4 separate regions of the Mus musculus genome follow, and regions 1, 3 and 4 are each linked to region 2. Evidence: chromatin contacts called from public HiChIP or PLAC-seq and promoter capture Hi-C data. All regions are on one chromosome and are shown on one strand. The core of a region is the stretch at or near the end of the contact, and the rest is flanking DNA. Distances in the headings are between cores, read along the strand shown. Region 1 has its middle 3.3 kb from the start of Gm41048. Region 2 holds the start of Ppwd1 (peptidylprolyl isomerase domain and WD repeat containing 1). Region 3 holds the start of Shisal2b (shisa like 2B). Region 4 overlaps Cwc27 (CWC27 spliceosome-associated protein).

What was found. Promoter capture Hi-C pulls out the DNA fragments that hold promoters and counts their contacts. HiChIP or PLAC-seq counts read pairs in DNA pulled down with a chosen protein or histone mark.
Region 1: a contact with region 2 is called in a promoter capture Hi-C map of embryonic stem cells, with 2.6 times the contacts expected there. The contact joins the enhancer-like site here to the promoter of Ppwd1 in region 2. A contact is called at or near these places in 5 of 39 promoter capture datasets (cranial neural crest, embryonic stem cells, frontonasal cranial neural crest and 2 more) and 5 of 115 datasets of contacts at active chromatin or transcription factors (astrocytes, embryonic limb bud, embryonic stem cells and 1 more).
Region 3: an H3K27ac HiChIP or PLAC-seq map of double positive thymocytes shows a contact between it and region 2, with 2.9 times the contacts expected there. The contact joins the promoter of Shisal2b here to the promoter of Ppwd1 in region 2. A contact is called at or near these places in 7 of 39 promoter capture datasets (the 3T3-L1 cell line, the C10 cell line, cranial neural crest and 4 more), 7 of 115 datasets of contacts at active chromatin or transcription factors (the 230-238 cell line, the NIH/3T3 cell line, the SCID.adh cell line and 4 more) and 2 of 9 other capture datasets (adipose tissue and embryonic stem cells).
Region 4: a contact with region 2 is called in an H3K4me3 HiChIP or PLAC-seq map of the 230-238 cell line, with 15 read pairs. The contact joins the enhancer-like site here to the promoter of Ppwd1 in region 2. A contact is called at or near these places in 14 of 39 promoter capture datasets (the C10 cell line, the HPC-7 cell line, cranial neural crest and 10 more), 13 of 115 datasets of contacts at active chromatin or transcription factors (the 230-238 cell line, the NIH/3T3 cell line, the SCID.adh cell line and 7 more) and 3 of 9 other capture datasets (adipose tissue, embryonic stem cells and macrophages).

Annotation. Positions count from the first base shown.
Region 1 is chr13:104,909,732-104,913,132 of GRCm38.p6, reverse strand. No RefSeq gene overlaps it. Among named protein-coding and RNA genes, the nearest start is that of Gm41048, 3.3 kb to the left of the region's middle. Within about 2 kb of position 1,927, at least 9 of the 459 cell types and tissues checked have an H3K27ac peak or open chromatin away from gene starts, as enhancers often do. A contact at or near this core is called in embryonic stem cells, where this site is marked.
Region 2 is chr13:104,227,562-104,230,885 of GRCm38.p6, reverse strand. Ppwd1 (peptidylprolyl isomerase domain and WD repeat containing 1) reads left to right here and starts at 2,042. Exons shown (of 11, transcript NM_172807.4): 1 at 2,042-2,280. The coding sequence starts at 2,085. Cenpk (centromere protein K) reads right to left here and starts at 1,920. Exons shown (of 10, transcript NM_001377093.1): 1 at 1,884-1,920; 2 at 7-157. The coding sequence starts at 123.
Region 3 is chr13:104,862,457-104,865,970 of GRCm38.p6, reverse strand. Shisal2b (shisa like 2B) reads left to right here and starts at 2,078. Exons shown (of 3, transcript NM_029984.1): 1 at 2,078-2,448. The coding sequence starts at 2,258.
Region 4 is chr13:104,761,811-104,765,180 of GRCm38.p6, reverse strand. The region is part of intron 10 of Cwc27 (CWC27 spliceosome-associated protein); the gene reads left to right. Among named protein-coding and RNA genes, the nearest start is that of Cwc27, 53 kb to the left of the region's middle. Within about 2 kb of position 1,875, at least 15 of the 459 cell types and tissues checked have an H3K27ac peak or open chromatin away from gene starts, as enhancers often do. A contact at or near this core is called in the 230-238 cell line, where this site is marked.

The DNA.
Region 1 (3,401 bases), core at 678-3,177, 680 kb before region 2:
TGTGGAATGAGTGGGCTTTTTGTCAAGTGATATTTTCCATGTATATTGATTTGCAGCTTGAGAAATAAATGTCTGCTTTCCAGGATGAAATAATTAAAATATTTACCTTTTGAAAGATAAAAAAAATACTCTTGTTGGACATTTACAATTCAGGTTAAATGAAGAAAACAGCATATTTTCCTATTTCAAGTTCCTTCAGCTGTACCAGGAAACCTGGCTTCTCTGCCCTGCATACTGAGTATCAGAATGTCTTTAGTGACTTTCACCCATGAGGACTGCAATTCAATAATAGGCTCCCGATGTGGGGTTCTCGAACAACCCTAGCTATCCTGTACTTCCTTCACCTTCCTAGGGGACAGACTTAATATGGGCACACTGACAAGCAGGTGAGATCAGAAGAGAAGGAAGGGCGGGCTGGGCAGTTAGAGGCCACAGTGGTAGAGGTGGGTGGGTGAGGTATGGTCATTATTGGAAAATAATTGAGGGCATCAAATAGATAAGTAACAGTAGAATAGGATGGTAAGTAAGATAAGTAACAATAGCTTTCCCCAAGACTATGTTCATTTAATATTTGTTGTCATTCAACCAACATTTATTGAGTATAAGCTATGTACCTACGCCAGCTACGCAGTTTTAAAGACACAGCCTTGTCCTGTCTTCCAGACCTACCTAATGTAGAAGACACAGGGAAGATATTGATATAATGACGACAGCAGATGGGAGGAGGAGATGGAGGTGATAGGGTTTCATGCATTCATTAATCCTGCATGTTTCTCCTTTTCTCCTAAACCACTGGGCACAGGCTCTTACTTCTGCCTCTCCTATAAAACTGATTTCAGAACCATCCAATGCTCCGCTGCTGCTGCTGCTGCTGCTGCTGCTGCTTCTTCTTCTTCTTCTTCTTCTTCTTCTTCTTCTTCTTCTTCTTCGTCCTCCTCCTCCTCCTCCTCCTCCTCCTCCTCCTCCTCCTCCTCCTTGGCTTCTTCTCCTTCTTTTCTTCTAATCTGGGGAAGGGGCTCAGTCTGTGTTTTTTCACAAAAAGAAGATGGAGCTCAATGGCTGCCTGAGAGATTAGTTCGTCAACTAGACACAGATCCTGAATCTTCTAGCAAGTATGACTCTAACCTTGATTATGGCTAAAAATCCTCTTTAGCCAAAAAATTAAATTAAAGCACAGCCTCCACTCCCAGGGAAGCTGTAAGCCTTTCTGCAATTCTCAAAGTCACCTCCTCCACACCCGGAGCTCTAGGTCTAGCCTGATCGTTGCTAATTTGCAAATGAATGGAGTATCTGGACTTCCCCAAAAGAAGCTTTTGTAGTGTGCCTTTCACTGTCTAGACTTTGTTTTCAAGCAGGTCAGTCAACGCCCTTCAGCCTGACTGCAGCAGGTGTGCATCCCCGCCCCCAACAGCTTGCAGGTGGCAGTTATTAATTTTCATCAAGAATTCTAAGTACATATTGTCTTGTCCCTTTGGTCTGATTTGGGAATAAGGTGCGCTATGAGGGCCAGTTAGCCAATGACAGGCAACCAGATCCCAGATCATACCAATCTAAGACAGGGGTACATGCCAAAAGGCAGTGGCCGTTGATATTACACCATAGAGCCATGTTTGTGTGAATTATAACACAAACTCACTGCATGTAACTTCTGATAACGGAATTGGATGGTTCGAGAGGATCTGAGATCCTAAGGCAGGCACGGCCGCCAGCCACCATAATTCCCAGGCAGGACTATGGAGCATAAATAAATTTTATACCTCAGTCCAGCTTTTTATTAATATTAATAACAGGGAGGAGATGTAGCCTCCCAAAAACCTGAAACAGGCTAAGCCAGAACCTGACCTTGCTGCCACTAAGGAGATTATCTAGGGTGGAGCCTTCCTCCCTAGATCACTCTAATGTTCTGCCACCTTGGCTGTTCCTCTTCAAGATACTGCTACCTGCTGAGAGGCCCTGGAGCTATTCTGGAGATTACGCCCTATTCTGCACATCATCACCTGCAGCTGGTTCCAGGCTCCAAGGATGAATTGGCAGGAATAACCTTAAATATCTGCTTCTCTTGCCATCACCTCCCACAGACTGGGATTACAGGGTACACTTCCACACCTAGGTCTATGTAATGATGAGGATATAGCCCAGTGCTTCTTGAATAGTAGAGATATACTCTACCAACTGAGCTACCCCCACCAGCCCTGGGATCCCCATATTCTTTGTGCACTGATATGTCCTGAGCACCTACAACCCTGCTTGGGACATGGTAGGAGCATAATAACATATGTTTACAGCCCTGCTTGGGACATGGTAGGAACATAATAACATATGTTTCATTAAAACTGAGTTTGTTCAACACCACTTGGAAGACAGATTTTTTTTTTTTTTGCATCTGCTATGCGCCATTCTGCAATACAGTACCTAAATATTAAGAGATAAATAAAGGAGACTTGCCCTCACATTCATGAAGCACAAAGAACACTGGAGAGCAGACTCCACCAGAGGAATTGTGATGACCGTTCTCATGGTAGTCAGAGTGTTGTTGGAAAATACACTTGGGAGTTAGAAAAGGCCTCCCTAAGGAAATGGCTTAAGTTAAAACCAGAATGAAATATAAACGGAAGTGGGAAGGACACGCAGAGCATCCTGGACTGAGAGAGCAGACAGGGGTGGCATCAACCAAGTATTGTGCAGGAGCAGTGACTCATTTGTGGCTGGGAAAGGAAAGAGGAAAACCAGATGAGATCACACTTAAATTGAATTAACTGGGTCAGGTAGCAGGGACTGACAGGTTGCAAGGGTGAGAAAGAGCAAATAGACCACTGTCAGCTGAAATCCAGGAGAAGGGAAATGTGGAGCTAGGTTGACTGAGTTTGCCTGGACCACAGGGCTGAGCTCCTAAGGGAGTGCTACGAGAAGAAAGGCAGTTGGAGCAGACATAATGAGAAAGTCTGGGAAGGATTTGTGTGGGATTTCACCATCTTATTTAGTTGTGGCATGTTGACTCCAAGAACTGACACCATGGTAGTCGAGAATATGCTGAGTTTGATCCCACAACCTAGAAGGTCCCGGACACTGTTTTTATAAAGGAATGAAAGACAAAATCTTCGTCGTTAAAATTCAGAGGAGTCAAATGAACCCAAGAATTTACAGTTCACTTCTTCACAGTGAGAAATAGAGCTCTGCCTGACAGCCATGGTTGGTGGCCCTCAGTCTCGTTGCCTTCACACACTCTTTCTCTGGATCTGTGAATGCACCAGAAGGTTCCAGAAGGGAGGTTTCCTGTAACCTTGACAAAGCATTGCTTTTAAGTGGTGTTGCCTGACTGGTTTGTTCTCATAAAGGATTACCATGGCTTTTTTCAGGGAACCAAGTTGCTCTCGTTTTCAAGTTCTTTCTAGTGAACGAAC
Region 2 (3,324 bases), core at 793-3,292:
ACTTACATCTTCCATGTCTTTCCACATTTCTTCACATTCTTTAATAAGTTCTTCCTCTGTATCTATAACAGCTTCCACATCTGTAATAGTATCTGGATGTACTTCTTGTTTATTCTCTGACATATCCTTTATAGTTTTCTTCACCTTACTGCAACTACTAACGTTAAAAAAAAAAAAAAAAGACACATGCATTAAACAACTATCTGCTGAATGTAGGAGTGACTAAAAAAACAAAAAGTCCTTTTTATCAAAAGAGAAACATGAACACGCACCTGTTGGAGGGAATATTTTCATATAGCCATTATTAAAAAAAAAAAAAGAGTATGGATGTTAGCAAAAATTAGAAACAGAACTACCACAGGATCCAGTAATTCCACTATTAGATATATATCCAAAGGAAACTAGCATGTTAAAAAGATGTTTACAATCTTGTTTACTATAGCACCATTCACAATAGCCCAGATATGTAATCAACTAAGTGTCCACCTAATGAAGAATGGATTTAAATTTTAAAAAGTTCCATTGTAACAGGAGAGTCAGTAGAAAAACAAGAGTGCAAAATTCAGGTAGGTGAGGAGATGTATTGGTAAGAGCTTGTGGAAGGTGTGTTTGAATTACTTCTTCCAACTAAGTGAAATGGAACCTAAGGTGATCCACTGTGAGGAAGTATCAAGGAATTTGAATTTTAAGAGCAGATACAGCCAGGTGGTGTGACCCCTGCCTTTAATCCCAGCACTTGGGAAGCAGAAGCAGAGGCATTCGAATCTCTGTCCTTTCAAGGACAGTCAGGACATAAAAGAAAAATCCTATCTCAGAAGGGGTCAGGGTTCAGAGAAATAGCTTATCACATAAAGGCTATAAGGTTTACAAACAAAATTTTAAGAGGAGAGGGGGAAAGGTTACAGAATGTTGGTTTTTTTTGTTTTTTGTTTTTGTCTTTAAGAAAACTCAAAGAATATAAAGCAACTTTGGATAGTAGCCCACTTTAAATTACTAACTAGTGGCCCAATTAAAACAACAAAAGATAGCATATTAATGAATATAGTCATCCAGGGCAAGGTTACTAGATGGCTGTTGTAAAGATGATAGTGTATCATGAGGTACAGTTAGGTAATTTTAAGGATGTAGAGAGGACCTGTAGTTTACAACATCAGATGTAAATCAGAATAAACACCGCCCCAATGTATTTTTTTACTCATAAGGAATTTTTAAGTCTTAAATTGCTTAACCTGTAAATTACCAACGGAGAAGTGGTACAGGATGCAGCTTTGTTGTTGGAATAGACAGAACACGGTAGCATGCTCCTAGGTTAAAGGTGTCAATAACGCGAAGATGTCAACTCCCCCCAAATTGTCCTCTTTTATCTTAATTAACATCTTAAAGGCGACAAAAACTCTGTCGCACTTGATGAGGAAATTCTAGACCTATACAGAAATATAAAGATCCAGAAATAGCAAAGGCTCATAGACTATATGCTAATCGTCAAACATAGAGCAGGCAGGTGGAGACGCGGGAACGTAACACGCAGGCCCTTCGTGAATTTCTCGCGTCACATACATACACATTCCAAGTCAAAAAGAATATTCTAAATGGGAGGCCACCTTATAAATTACAGTAATTTCAATATATAGTTTAGCTGATAGAAATCTACTTCATTCTTTTTAACAAAAAGTTCCTTCCAACCCCGCCCCTCGGCTTTTTCGGGAAAAAACAGGTAGGTTCTAGAACAGCATTGGCCCGAGAGGCCGAGAAGCGCGAGACCTCCAGTTCGTAAGGCGTAAGCGTCCGATCTAGGGGGTACCTGGGTCCCCCAAACCCGCGAGCTGCCATCCTCCTTGACAGAAAACTGGGGCCTTTGCCAGTCAGAGCCGGTTTCAACTCACTTCAGTCCTCCGGCCTCCTCAGCGCTCTCGTCAACACAGCCAAGCCGCGCTGTTTACGCGCGCTGCTCGCTGATTGGACCAGCTGCGCCCACCGCAGCCAATCAAAAAGCGCTTCCGGCAGCTGACGGACAAAAGCTGCGCCGCGGCTCGGGGAAACCTAGTTCACTCGGTCGTCGCGTCTCTTCTAACGCCTCGGACGACATGGCGACCGAGAGTGGGAGCGATTCGCAGCTGAGGAGGAGAAGGCGCCGAGACCCAGAGGGATCAGAAAAAACGGAACTGAGCGAGCGAGAACCGGCCCTGGCAGTGGCGGGGAGCGAAGAAAATGATGATGAGAATGAAGAGCGCTGGGTCGGGCCTTTACCGGTGGAGGCAACCCTTGCCAAGAAGAGGAAAGGTAGCAGCGGAGAGCCCGCGAGCAAGCTGGACGGCTACTCCGGCCGAGTGGGAGGGTTGATCTCAAGCACGCCCACGGGCGGGAGTGAGATTGTGGGTTTGTGCACTTAGAACGGACGATCTTCACTGCATTTCCTCCCTAAAGAGTGAATTGGTGTTAGTATGGCGTGTTAAAAAAAAAAAAAAAAAAAGGAACACCGTTGATTCCTGACTGTCAGAGATGATACAAACTAGTGCTTGTCTGTATTTCTGTGTTTGGATGCTTTTTTTGACCTCATAGCTGCTGTGTGAAGTTGGAATTCCTAATATTGATTGAGCAGGTGTGGGAAGGAGCTCTCAGAATCATAAACACTTAAGCTTTCAACCCTGACTCGTCTAGTAATGAATTTTCAAACTCAGGGGAAGTTGCTTAAGCTAGCTGGATATGAAGCCATACTCGAGACAATATAGTAAAGTTTTGCCACTAACGTGAATAATAACAAGATTTTATAATATTAAAGTTTGGTAAAGAGATAATATTTACTGTTTTAAAGACTGTTCTAGGAACTTTTTCATAAATGTCTTAGGGTTGTGTGTGTGTGTGTGTTCGTTCGCTCACGCGTTAATCTCAATTCTGACTGTGGAACTATTTAAAAATCTTTTATTTTCAGAACAAAGCCCAAACACCTTAACATGGATTATGAGGCAGTTTGTCTCTCTTTATTTCCCCAAGCAGGACTCCCAATTCTGTCCATTCTCAAAACCCTACCTTGTCCTTGAGCAAGGGCTCCTCTACGTTCCTGTCCAGATACTGTGAAGTGTCTCTATCTGGAGTCATTTCTCTCCTTTAACCATGCTAGCTTTTTAACAGGTCTAGGTTTTAGGTCAGTGCTTTTTGAACATTGGATAGTGACACCCTTTAGTTAGCTCCTTACTTTTTCTGCCCAATCCTGCTTTTGCCTTCGAGGCACTTACTACTTTTTGTAGTTGTGTGTTTACTCATGTGACTTCCTGAACACTACTAGCCTAATCATGTAAGAACAAGGATCTTGTACTTTCGGCTCCA
Region 3 (3,514 bases), core at 829-3,328, 640 kb before region 2:
ATCTATGCAAATAATACTAGATATGTATACAAATGGCATAGCAGTGCATGCCTGCCATCCCAACACTGGAGGGGGGGAGGTGAAGACAGGAGTTATCAGAAGGCCGAGGTTACCTTTGACAACATAGTAAGTTCAAGGCCCACTGAATCCAGTCTCGAAAATAAAATTATTTAAAGGCACATTTACTGGAAAGGGACATTTGCTCTTGAGTTCAGGGATCTCAAAAGAATGAAGGTGCAAGAAAGAGCTCAAACAAAAATCCACAAAGCCCTCAACATTTAGTCAAACCCTTGTTTGTTACTCCTCTCTGCCTCATTTTTCTCTTTTTTTGCCCACTACTTTCTTTTGCCTTCCTGTGCATGTGATAGAATTGTATTCCTATGAGAGAGACCAAGCCCAGACCTAACTAAATTGGGTCCAATCTCTGGCTGAGTCTGTGGAATGCTAGAAACCAGATTGAATTCCCAGCTCTAGACAAAAAAAAAGAAACAAAACCCACGACACAATGGGTCCTGGCCGTAGATATGGCGCACTGCAGGATGTGGCGTCTAAGTGGAAACAGGTGAAGGAAGCCTTGTGAGGCTCCTCCTACCCACCCTCCTCCGCCCTGTGACAAATGTAGCTGCTGAGCAGCATGGGTGAGATTCAGGTGGAGTCTGGTTGGTTCTGAGTTGAGAATGTGACGCTGAGAATCCAGGAAGCCATGGGGGGTATCAGAACATGGTTCCAGAGAGGAGAGAATTGGGTGAGAGGACAAATGACCTATAGTCTAGCTTCGAAGGTACAAGAATGTTCAGCTTAGTACTGATCTGTATACATAGGGGAGGAAGCTGTCTGAGGCTGGGGAAAGAAACATTGAAAAGAGTAGAGAGAATGGTCTTTAAAGTTCCTGCTTCTACGCTTTTTGGCTAAGATCAAGTAAAAAGTTCCGACAGATCTGGAGGTGGTGGGGTCTGCTGCCACTGGTAAACTGCGATTCTGAATGCATGGAGTAGAATATTCAGAAAGCATTGGTTTCTGTAGGGAAAAATGTAGTCCCCAGGCCCATGCTGGCCCCGCCTAACAAGGTTTAAAAACAAATTGGAAAGAATCAAACTGCTTCCAAGTAGCTGTGTCCCAGAGCATGGCTGGGAAATATTTATAAGACTAGAAAAATATCCAGCACACAAGTTCATGATGTCTGCCTTCCAATCAAGCCCCTGGCCAAAGGAAGGAAGCAGAATTTGAAAATGAACAGGTGGGTATGGGGGACTTTTGGTATAGCATTGGAAATGTAAATGAGCTAAATACCTAATAAAAAATGGAAAGAAAAAAAAAAAGAAAAGAAAATGAACAGTGCTCTGCCCTGGAAATTCTGCAGGCACTAGCTTCCAGTGAAAGCTATTGTTATTTTTGTTCTTATCCTCCCCCCCCCCCCCGCAGTATTGTTTGACTTGCTACAACAAGGACACATCGCTAATGTTATTTCAAAAGACTGGACAAATCGCTTAGGAAAATGAGAATCAACGGAAAAAGTGGTTTCTGCACTTCAGAAGTGACCGAAAGTCTTCCCCTTTCTGCTTCACTTTCTGGAAGCTTCTCACTTTCTTTTCCACCATCTCTTGCCTTTCCTCCCTTTTCCATGTAGTTTAGGTGAACATGGGGGTGCCACTGTATGTTTTTTTAAAACACCCACAGTTAATTTTTCTAAGAGAATGTTGTTACCTGACTTTGAACACCCTGTACTCTCACTAAAGCTAATCAGAGGCCCTTTTACTAGCCTGCTCCCCAACCTGGATTAGTAGTCCACCCAGGTAAAGCCTTTGCAAGCCAGACCCCATTTGCCATGTCACTGGGCAAACAAAGTGCCATGACACTTTGGCTGTACCTGTGTAAACTGCACCCAAGCCCACCTCTGCTGTTCCCTCTACAGAGATCCTTCTGATGTGAAGACTGCTACAGGTTGTGATGAAGAGAATGAAACTGGAAGGGAGTCCGTAGAGAGCAAAGAAAACAGTCGGAGTTCCGGAGAGGGAGAAGAGGCAGAGGGCTGGGCCATCAGAGAAAGGGACCACTCAGAGACCAGACCCAGCGGTGAGAGCAGAGAGCTCCGGCACCTCGTGGACAGCGGGAGGTAGAGCGGAGAGGGCTCAGAGGCTGAGTGCCAGGCACTTGGACCCCAAATCGCAGGAGGCGCCCAGGGTTGCCTGGGCTTGGGACGAGCGCAGTCCGAGCACACATCGCACGCACCTCGGGATCCTGAGCACGGCCGCCGGCGATGAGCCAGAGCAGCCGCCTGTGCTCGGGCTACTACAGCCTCAACCGCAGCTTCGTGGAGCCTTTCCAGTGCCCGCAGCGCGGCGATGGGGCCGCGCTGCTCTATTGCTGCGGCTTCGCAGACCTCAAGTACTGCTGCAGCGAGCCGGGCAGCTACTTCCCCTACAAGCACAGCTACATGTGGAGCCTCAGGTGGGCAGGGCAAGGCAGGGCAGGGCAGGGCAGGGCAGGGCAGGGCAGGGCAGGGCAGGGCTGGGCAGGGCTGGGCAGGGCAACCTCCTTCTAGACCCGGGAAAGTGACCAGTGAAAGACACAAAGCTGGAATCAGGGAAGTCTAGCTCCGGCTGGGTTCAGGTCCTCGTGCCAAGGCGCCAGATTTCTGAATGGTTTCTGCAGAGAACCCTGGAGACAAATGAGAACCCTGTATATATCCCAGGCTACCCCAGGGACCACTGCTTGTGAGATGAGCTGGAAACTCTACTAACAAGACTGGAGGTTTTAATTCCTCTTCAGGTATTTGTTGATATGGTACATTTGAATGGAAAGGACGCTTCTTTGGAACCCAGGTTGAGGTATTGGACCAATGGAGTACTTAGAGTCACTGGGCAGCTGGGGTCTCTCTCTCTCTCTCTCTCTCTCTCTCTCTCTCTCTCCCTCTCTCTCTCTCTGTGTGTGTGTGTGTGTGTGTTTGTGTGTTGGCTTGAGTAGGTGCTACATACAACTAGGCTTTACAACTTGCTCTTCTCAGCGGTTCGGACACTGACACTGCACAACCAGACTGAAGGGTCGAGCACGGAAGGAAGAGCTTGAGTTACTCTGCTTACACACAGTGTGTCCTTTCTAGACACCCTTCCCTCGCACCTGAACCATTTGACCATGGCTTGACGTCTGGTCACTTTTCAAAGACAAGCCTTTCTTGATTCTTTTTCCTACATTGTACCCCCACCCCCACCCCCCGCTTATTTCTGTTCAGACTTTATGCTTGTTTTCACATTGAAATGCTCCCTCTAGAAGACTGCAAACTTAGAAACTTTAAATTTGATTCTTTTCTTTTGTGTACAGAATGAATGGAATCTTAATATTATAGGAAAGAACTTAAACTCCTAACATAAATTGTGTGTGTGAGCGTGTGTGAGGGTGTGTGTGTGTGTGTGTGTGTGAGAGAGAGAGAGAGAGAGAGAGAGAGAGAGAGAGAGAGAGAGTGTGTGTGTGTGTGTAGAGGAGGGGGAGGCAGGGAGAGAGAGAATTAGCTAGCATG
Region 4 (3,370 bases), core at 626-3,125, 530 kb before region 2:
TATATAGTACTATTTAAATATTCTAGTTGTAAATTTTAGTTTCCAAAAAATTCCTGAACAAATTGCCATTTTTTTCTATTTAAAATAAAAGTCTAAACCACACTCATACAGAATTATAGACTAGGTCAGAGTTCTCCCTTCTTAAATAAATGTCCGTAAAACAGATGTAGTCCTGGCTACTCATGATGTCTCAGGCACTCAAACTCTGTAGATTGCTGAACATTTGGCAAAGATAATTATATACCTTGGCTCAGGGTGTGGAAACAGCAAAGGTTTTTACTTTTCATTATGTAAATTAGCAGTGGAAATAGCTATATTGCTCTATGATGTTATCTTACTAAATATAGATAATGTGCATTCATTTCTGTGAAAGGAAATAGTTTGCCACAACTAATGGTTAGATATTTGTTATAACAAATTATTCATCATTGGAATATCCCATATCTTTCAGTAGTTTTTTTTTTTTTTCTGTAAACTTCTTTAGGGTTATAAATTGATCAACTTCTATGGCTTTATTTTATAAGCCATTTTTCTGATTTTTATGAACCCCCTCCTCCTCCACCTCCTTCTTCTCTCCTCCTCTTCCTCCCCATCCTTCTCCTCCTCCTCCTCTTCCTCCCCATCCTTCTCCTCCTCCTCCTCTTTTTCTTTTTTTTTAAGTGTTTGTATCTTTGGTTGGGTGCCTGTGGAGGTCAGAGGCTTCATATCCTCTAGAGCAAGAGTTATAAGAGGCTGTAAAGTGTGTGATCTGGGTGATGAGAATTTGACTCTCACCCCCGGCAAAATCACAATAATAGTACAGGGCTCTTAAACACTGAGCCATCCCTCTAGCCCCTATTTTATTCTTGAATAAAGAAAAAAGATAAAGATTTTATGGTACTATTTATGCTGTTTTTGTGCTCATGTGTTTTTTGAACTTGTTTCTTGACACTTCTGATATGTGGATAATAAAAACCAAATGAGATTTAAAGCTTATTTGGCTAATTTTGGTGATAAAATAGACATCTCACATAGTACAGGAAAGATATTCAGAGGTGGGTGGAATGGCATTTTAAGGAAAGCCCTCACTTGATAGCTCTTCCTGTGTCGTAGCCCAGGCTGGCCTTTTGCTCTTGGCATTACTTCTGCCTGAGTCGCTAACATTCTGGTATTAGAGGAATAAGCCACAATGCTCGGCTAAGTAAAAATCTGAAGAAGCTACAAGCTACCATATAAGTTATACGACACACCCAGTTCTACAAATATGTGAATTTTGTATTCAAATAAGCAGATAGTTCATTAAAGCCACGAGACTGCACTGTATTTTCCTTACAACATTCATTAAAGAACAGGCGTTGTATCACTTAGTGAACTTCTGCTAATAGCTTACAGGTAAGTTTATTCTACGGAGGCTTTCTTCTCAAGCTTCTTGATGTAACCTGATGCTCTTTAGTGGCTCTAGGAGACAATGGAAGGGAAAAGGGAGAGGTGAGTCTCAAGGCATTCGGTACAAACAGCACTGCCTGCCTGTAGTTCTGTGAGCTCTGTATCCTATTTTTAGGCCCTACTTTACAGTTATGTTTTTACTTTCATTCAATTGCTAATCAACAGTTTCCTCTGTGAAGATGTTTTTGCCATTCTTGGAACCAAGTAGAATTTTCCCTTTAATAATAGTACTGTTTGTAGAGGTCCCAGGCATATGACCTTTAAAAAAGAGAAAAGAAGCAAATCATGTTCCTAAGTTAGTGTGTGGTTAGAGGAAGTTGGCCCATTCACATCAAGCCTAATTTGATGTGAGTTAGTACAACCTTTGACAAAAGTTTGTGGTTCACAGCTCTGTCTGGAGGGAGACAATACATCATATTGTGTAAGTCACCCAACAGAGGAACAGTATTGTCAGTAACAGCTCTTGAGTCGTCATTCCTGAATCTGGTGATATAAAGACCGCTTCCTTTTCAGTACCTTTAGATTTGTTTGCTGAAGGTGGAGCCCATCATGGAGAACAACGCTAAGTTTAGTAAGGCTTCTGTGATGTTTCTATTTCAGAAGACTTGTATTTATCTGAGTTACAGGACCGTTTATATAAACGAGAAAGTAAGAGTTTCCATATACTGGGAGAGCTTTTGAAAGGGTGCCCTTTATGCTTGCCACTTCATCCCCACCCAGTGTTACAAACAAACATTCATGTCTGCAGTAGGCCATTTGTGGGTGTGTGTAACTGTGCTTCAAGACATTCAATCTCAGGCCTTTTCCAGTCCCAATGAGGATGGTTCAAAAATGAGTGCTCACTCCATTGTCATTTAGCAAGTTCAGCTTTTAAGGCTTATGAATGTATTTTTTAATAATAGTAAATATAGCAGAGGGTGGGCACTTCGTATAAAATGACAATACTGTGACCACTATCAAATTTAATTGTAGTTTTGTTTCTTGAGATTAGGATTTAGAAATGATACATTCTTGAATAGCCTACTTAATTACCCTGGTTTCACGTGTGCAGGTGTAAACACACATGCACACACACATACACACACACACACACAGAGGCCAGACTCAGGTCTCCTTGCACTATGTGGCTCCTGGGGACTGAGCTCAGGTTGGCTGGCTTGGCGGTGAGTGCCTTTTACCTGCTGAGCCGTCTCTCCAGCCTTTTTAATAGAACCATGTGTCCAGTGAAATGTTTACAACGTGACCTCACTGCTTACTTTGGCTACCAAAGTGTCAAATTTGATCTTCAAACTAATTAAGATTTAAATTCCTTTTAATGGATAACACAGAAAAATTATTAATGAATTTACCATACTTAATAATTTGTATTGGGGCAAAAGAGAAGGCTCAATGAGTAAAAAGCCCTTGGCAAATACATGTGAATCTCAGAACTTGGGTAGTCAGCACCCATGAAAGTATGTGATGGGTGTAATGACTCTCCTGCAATCCCAGTACTTGGGAATCTCAAAACTCGGATCCCCAGAAGTTGGCTAGTGAGATATTGAATGAGCTCTGGGTTAATTCAAGAGCCCTGCCTCAATATATAAATTGGAGAACACTCAAGGAAGACTGTAGATGTCAACCTCCAATCTCCACACCCACATACATATACATGCACACAACACATACTGCTATTAATAGCAGAATGGTTTGTCTTTGTAGCCAAGTATTTCAGGCTAAAAAAATATACTTTGCTGTTGTAGTTTCCATTTAAAAAAGAGAACAGAAACCTCGCCTGATAGCAGTCTTTCTTATATACAGTTTTATCACTTACTGTAATGTGGAATTGTGCTAAACTTCTTCCAACATATGATAGCTGGGGTACTCATTAGCTTACAAACTATTTTCCTTTAGAATTTTTTTAAGGTTGAAATTTTAATACTATTTAGCTGAGGAGGCAATTTTT